Regions from separate parts of the Mus musculus genome. Here region 2 is linked to region 1. The links are chromatin contacts, called in public Hi-C maps. All regions are on one chromosome and are shown on one strand. The core of a region is the stretch at or near the end of the contact, and the rest is flanking DNA. Distances in the headings are between cores, read along the strand shown. Region 1 overlaps Trio (triple functional domain (PTPRF interacting)). Region 2 overlaps Ctnnd2 (catenin (cadherin associated protein), delta 2).

The links. A called contact is a pair of places that touch in the nucleus more often than the background predicts.
Region 2: a Hi-C map of cerebellum shows a contact between it and region 1, with 2.0 times the contacts expected there. The contact joins two enhancer-like sites. A contact is called at or near these places in 1 of 39 promoter capture datasets (hippocampal neurons), 1 of 484 Hi-C or Micro-C datasets (cerebellum) and 1 of 115 datasets of contacts at active chromatin or transcription factors (astrocytes).

What each region holds. Positions count from the first base shown.
Region 1 is chr15:27,922,420-27,925,119 of GRCm38.p6, forward strand. The region is part of intron 1 of Trio (triple functional domain (PTPRF interacting)); the gene reads right to left. Among named protein-coding and RNA genes, the nearest start is that of Gm29975, 71 kb to the right of the region's middle. Within about 2 kb of position 1,377, at least 298 of the 459 cell types and tissues checked have an H3K27ac peak or open chromatin away from gene starts, as enhancers often do. A contact at or near this core is called in cerebellum, where this site is marked.
Region 2 is chr15:30,191,056-30,193,782 of GRCm38.p6, forward strand. All of the region lies in intron 1 of Ctnnd2 (catenin (cadherin associated protein), delta 2), which reads left to right. Among named protein-coding and RNA genes, the nearest start is that of Gm31953, 19 kb to the left of the region's middle. Within about 2 kb of position 1,431, at least 29 of the 459 cell types and tissues checked have an H3K27ac peak or open chromatin away from gene starts, as enhancers often do. A contact at or near this core is called in cerebellum, where this site is marked.

The DNA of each region.
Region 1 (2,700 bases), core at 127-2,626:
TGCGTCCCTGTCCGTCGTCCCCCACCCCCACCCCCGCCGCCGCTCGCCCAGTGTCCTCCAGGACTTTCTATTTCAGTCTGTAAAAGATCAGCTCTGGGTATTTAGCCTTCAGTCACACCATGATTACAGCTGTAAGAGGGAAAATTACCCTCTTTGCTCCAGGAGGAGAGATCCCACAGTTGTCTCTGACAATGGGAAATCTTTTGGGTGAATGGGGGTGGGGGGAGCTGGAATGTCAACAACCCAACAGCGCAGTGGTCAGATCAACTGTGCCCTTTTGGTCATCAGACTCTGTGTCAGGGCTGCGGTGCCACTCCAACAGAACCGTTCCCAGCAAGCCACAGAGCTCACTGACCACCACGGTGGCCTTCCATTTTTAACATCAACCAACAATAAAGGAGCAGCAGCCCTCCATCTTGGTTGCTCCCAGGAGGAGCCGCACCACGGGACATCTCCAGGTTGTGTGAGCGCTCACTCATCACTCAGCTCGTTGACCCAATAGCACTTTCCGTGTACATGTGCACAAAGACCTAAGATGAAGCTAATTATCTGAGGTAAGGGTAAGATTTTTGGTGCTGGGAAGATGGCTCAGTGGTTAAGAGCACTGACTGTTCTTCCAGGTCCTGAGTTCAATTCCCAGCAACCACAACAACCATCTGTAATGGGATCCGATGCCCTCTTCTGGTGTGTCTGAAGACAGTTACAGTGTACTCATATACAATATATACATATATACATATACATACATATATATGTGTGTGTGTGTGTGTGTGTGTGTGTGTGTGTGTGTGTGTGTGTTAAAAAGAGTAAGTTTAAAACTAAAACAGCTTCTTTTGGTAATCCACTCAGGACCTCTAGCAGATTTTAATCATTTTGAATTTCACATAATCATTCGCTGACTTAATTTTTTTTTCTTTTAGGAAAACATGGTATTTAAGAGCCCTATTATTCCTCCACAGATAGAGCTCCTGATAAAGTTGCCCGTGTGCCTTGTTCTGAATTGTCTGTCAGTCACCCACAGACTGCTTCCCAGCCACCTCGTAGGTCTCAGAGCCTGTCAGCTACCCCCACCTTACATTTATTAAACCGAAAAATCGCCTGTGGGAAAGACTGAAGCATGGCTGACGGAAGCACAGGTTATGCTACAAGTAAGACTAATAACTAAGGCAGCGTTCTAAAGCAACCACAGCAAAAATGTTAAATAGTAAGCTGGTAGCTGCTCTTACTGACGAGCCTTGGTGGTAATTACCGAATTTTACTCATTAGGTAATTGGCAGAGCTCCGGAACACAAAGGGCAGGAGATAAAACTCCACATCTGTGCGGTGGCCCCGCCCTCGCACTGCCGGCAGAGAGGGTGACGTCACCCTGTCTGAGCAAGCCGCTCCAGCGCAGAGCCTGCAGGATGCTGCTCCACTGCAGGGAGGCAGTGCTAGCGAGGTGTGTGTGGTGGGGGTGGGGTGGCCGTGTAAAGCTCACGCCAGTGTCACAGGAAGGAAGTGTTTTAATGGATCGGAATCTTCTGTGAATGCATTTAATTATGGAAGAATGTTAGAGAACAAAGGTTACATTTTCACCAGAATGCTTACTAAGATATAAAAAAATGCAAGCACAATCAACTGATGCTTATGTCATTTTTTACAAAATTATATGACCCCAGATTGGACACGAGGATGAATCACATGCACCGGGAATGTAGATGTGTCCACAAACCACCACATGGAAATAACGACAAAGCGGATTCTAATGTTTAGTAATAACCACCTGATTGGCTAACTCATCCTGTCTTATTAGTGACAGCCTATAACAGCACACAGTTAAGAAGAGCACAAGCTTTACTGACTCAAGGAAACGTCAACATATAGCTCTGGCTTTTCATTTCTTACCCACAAAGTATACAGGACAAGCTGAACTGCCAAAGGATGAAAGGCTTGTTAAGAGTATTACAAATGCCTTAAACGAACGAAGAAATCAGTAGACTTTGTTGATGTTTTAACTATGCATTAATGGTACATTGGAAGTTAATTCATAATATATAATAGGCCAGTTGTCCAAAGGCATTATATTGTATAACGGCTATTATTATATAGTGGTTATTATTATAAAAGGGGTTCCAGCTTCTTCTAGTTTCATAAAATAAAAAGGAAATATGGCCAAGGGCACCCTTAATCTTCTGATCCCAGACCAACAAAGAAGCAAACAGAGAAATTGCATTTCTCTGACTAAGTGATTCAAAATAAATCACATGGGCAACCTGTCCCCCCCCCCCCCATCTCCCTGTGCCTCTGTCTGTCTGTCTGTCTCTTTCTCTGTGTCTCTCTGTGTGCATGTGTGCTATAAAGCCTGACAGCAGACGCCACCCTAATTACATATGTGCCTCTCACTTATGCATACATGCACACATGGTTCAGTAAAGCCAACCTGATCCACAGACTGCTTTGCAGAAGAGCCCGGGGAATTGACCCAGAGCGATAAAACTCGATCCCTGAGCTATGTGAATGGATACCAGCCCAACCAAGATTGATTGTTAAGAGAAATCCTGATCCATTATCACATCAAGCATTTCATTCATTTAAATAGCCTCGCCTGGCTCCCCTTGCCTTCCACCCCACCGTGGAATTCCCGCAGGTGGCCTTGCTGTATCTGCAGCCTCCTAATCAGTGGTCAGTAGTCCTTCTGACCCCACCACTCGCCTTGAAATC
Region 2 (2,727 bases), core at 181-2,680, 2.3 Mb after region 1:
ATGGCCACTGGGGGAAATGGATGAAGTGTTAAATGAAATCATACATTACACAGCCTTATTTCAAAGGCAAAGCAGACTACAGAGCCATCCAGTTTTATCATGTGCCAAGAGACAGAGAGAACTAGGATAGTGGTGAGTGGCTCTAAGAAAACCACTTAAAGAGGCAGAAGAGTCTTGGAGAGCTGGGTAGTTTAGAGCCTTGAATTCAGGGGTCATTCCTTTGGAGCCTGTAGTTCTATCCACAAACCCATGCCTGGTTTCAGAATGTTTGTACATAAGGCAGAGCTTTGGGTTTTATACAGAAGTAAGAAAAATAAATGTCAAAGCATCATTTGTCAATGGCACAGAATAGAATGTGAATCATGACTGATGATCAATATTATGATAATGTGCTCAAATAAAGCGGTAACACATTCCAATCTTGTTGGCTTTTGAGAATTACTGTTCCCAGATATTAAAAAAATCCAGACCCATCTTATATGTAGCAAAGACATTTGTGTGAATGTGTGTGCCTATGCATATAGTAAACACATATTTATGTGTATTTGGCTGATAGGTTGATGAGTGTATTAATGGATTTCACTTCATTTTTATTTATTTATTTGTACATATATGTGTTCATGAGAGTGTTTTATGGACATCACATGTATTCATAGGCCAGAGGAGGCGGGAGAAGGTCTTAGATCCGCAGGAACTTGAATTCCTAGAGCTTAAGTTACAGGAGGTTATGTGCTATCATGTGGGTGCTGGCAACCAAACATGCCCTCTGCAAGAAGAGTAAGTACCCTTAGCTGTTGAGCCGTCTTCCAGCCCCAGTAGATTTGATATTTGAACATTCACGAAGACCTAGCATATTGTCTCATTTGATAGAAGCAATGGATCACATCCAGGAACACTTGCTCAGTTTAAACATCTCCTTCCTCTCTCACTTCCTCTTGCTCACCTCTACCTGCATCTTGCTCGCCTGTCACATGGACCTCAAGAATGGTGGTTTAGCAATCACGTGTCCCTGCTACACTTGGCATCTACCTCACCCTCCCTCTGTCATGCTGGCATAGTCTCCATGGCAACCCCAGGCTGCTCCACAGGCAGCTGGCCATGCTGGATAGCTGATGCTGGCTGGCAGAAGCGATCAAAGAGTGAGGGGGCCTTGAAGAGCCATGGAAAAAGCTTCTGGTGAAATTGTAACGACTGAATTGGGGAAAAAATGTTATTAATTTGAGCTAGTCCAGCTCATGGTGAGGTTCCCAGGGGAGACCCATCTACCATCTGCATCTTGCAAATAATAGTATTCCCAAATCTCCATGCTTCTTCCATGGTGGGTTTACTTTGTTTTTATATATATGGATGGCAGATTGAACACTGAGCAAGGGCCAGTGGCTGTTCTGGGCTGTTGCCACTTCCTTAGTGTACACACTTCAGAGTCATTTGAATCACTTCTTCTTTGTATAAGGTCTGGACTACAGAACAGCCTCAAACATTTGCTGGTCCTGTGTCCTTTGGGCATTGGTCCTCAAGATGGGAGGCAAGTTTCAGAAAAAACTGCCAGTTCTTTGCGCTCTCTTCAACCTTGCTTGCTTGACTGACCTTTCTCCAAGGAGCCCATCCCAGAGACAAGCTAACAAATGCTTACAAGAAATGGCACAACGTGGTGAAGATTGAGAGCAAAGAGCGGTGGGGAGACACTGTTTGGGGACTGCGTCCAAGGACAATGTACAGTAGTTATATTGCAGCTTATAGTAAATTCCCTGCATCCATTTGTTGCTCTGGGCCTCTCAGTGGATAGCGCTGTTGTTTTTCAAAACAAAGCGAAGTGCAATTAGAAAAGATTTATCATTGATCATGTCTCTTACTGCTTCTAAAACTCATTCCTTTTTGCATACCCATTTGTGAAACTGTTGGTTATAGTACACTGAACTTTTAAAAAGATAAAGCTTGAATATAAGGTAATTAATTGTTTCATTATTTCTTCTCTTATAATATTCCGTTTGTTAATCTCAATATCAGAAAACACTAATTTTGCTTAATATTCTGTGGTGCTTAAAATATTTCCAGTTATTAGGTGAATAGATGTGTGTGAATACCAAATATGTATAAAATAATATATAATATGTATATGGAACTTGTCTATAATTTGTAAGTGACTTTTCTTTTACTTGTACTGTGGAAATTTCTCTAAAGCGAAATAAGGGATATTCGTAATCATTGTTTCAATGTTTGGTTATGCTGTTTGACTTACAAATAATTGACATTATCAAACAGACCTTAATGTTATGATAATGACAATAAACAGATTATCATTGAATGTGAGGAGTATTGTTTCCATAGATTAAATGGTTACATGAAGTAAATGTTTCACAACAAATGACTTCAGAGTTACAGGCTGAGCATCTCTAAGGATATTCAAATATTGATAATAATGGTAATTGATAAATATATCTCAAAAGGTTTTACGAGTTAAATCTGATTTGCAGTACTAATTCAAAAGTTTTAAAAGTAACTTTGAGATACCACAAAGGCTTGTAGAAACCATGTACCGTAATTTCCATCAGAAAGGAAATATAACTCAAAGAACATACCTTCTCAGTACTGACATGTGACAGTATTTAGTGTATGTACTGGACAGGAAAAATGTCTGATGAATAATGAGTCATGTGCTTATCTGAAGGCATATGGGAAAAAGAAAAATATGAACAAATGAAGAAAAGCAGGGGCAACTGGCCATTG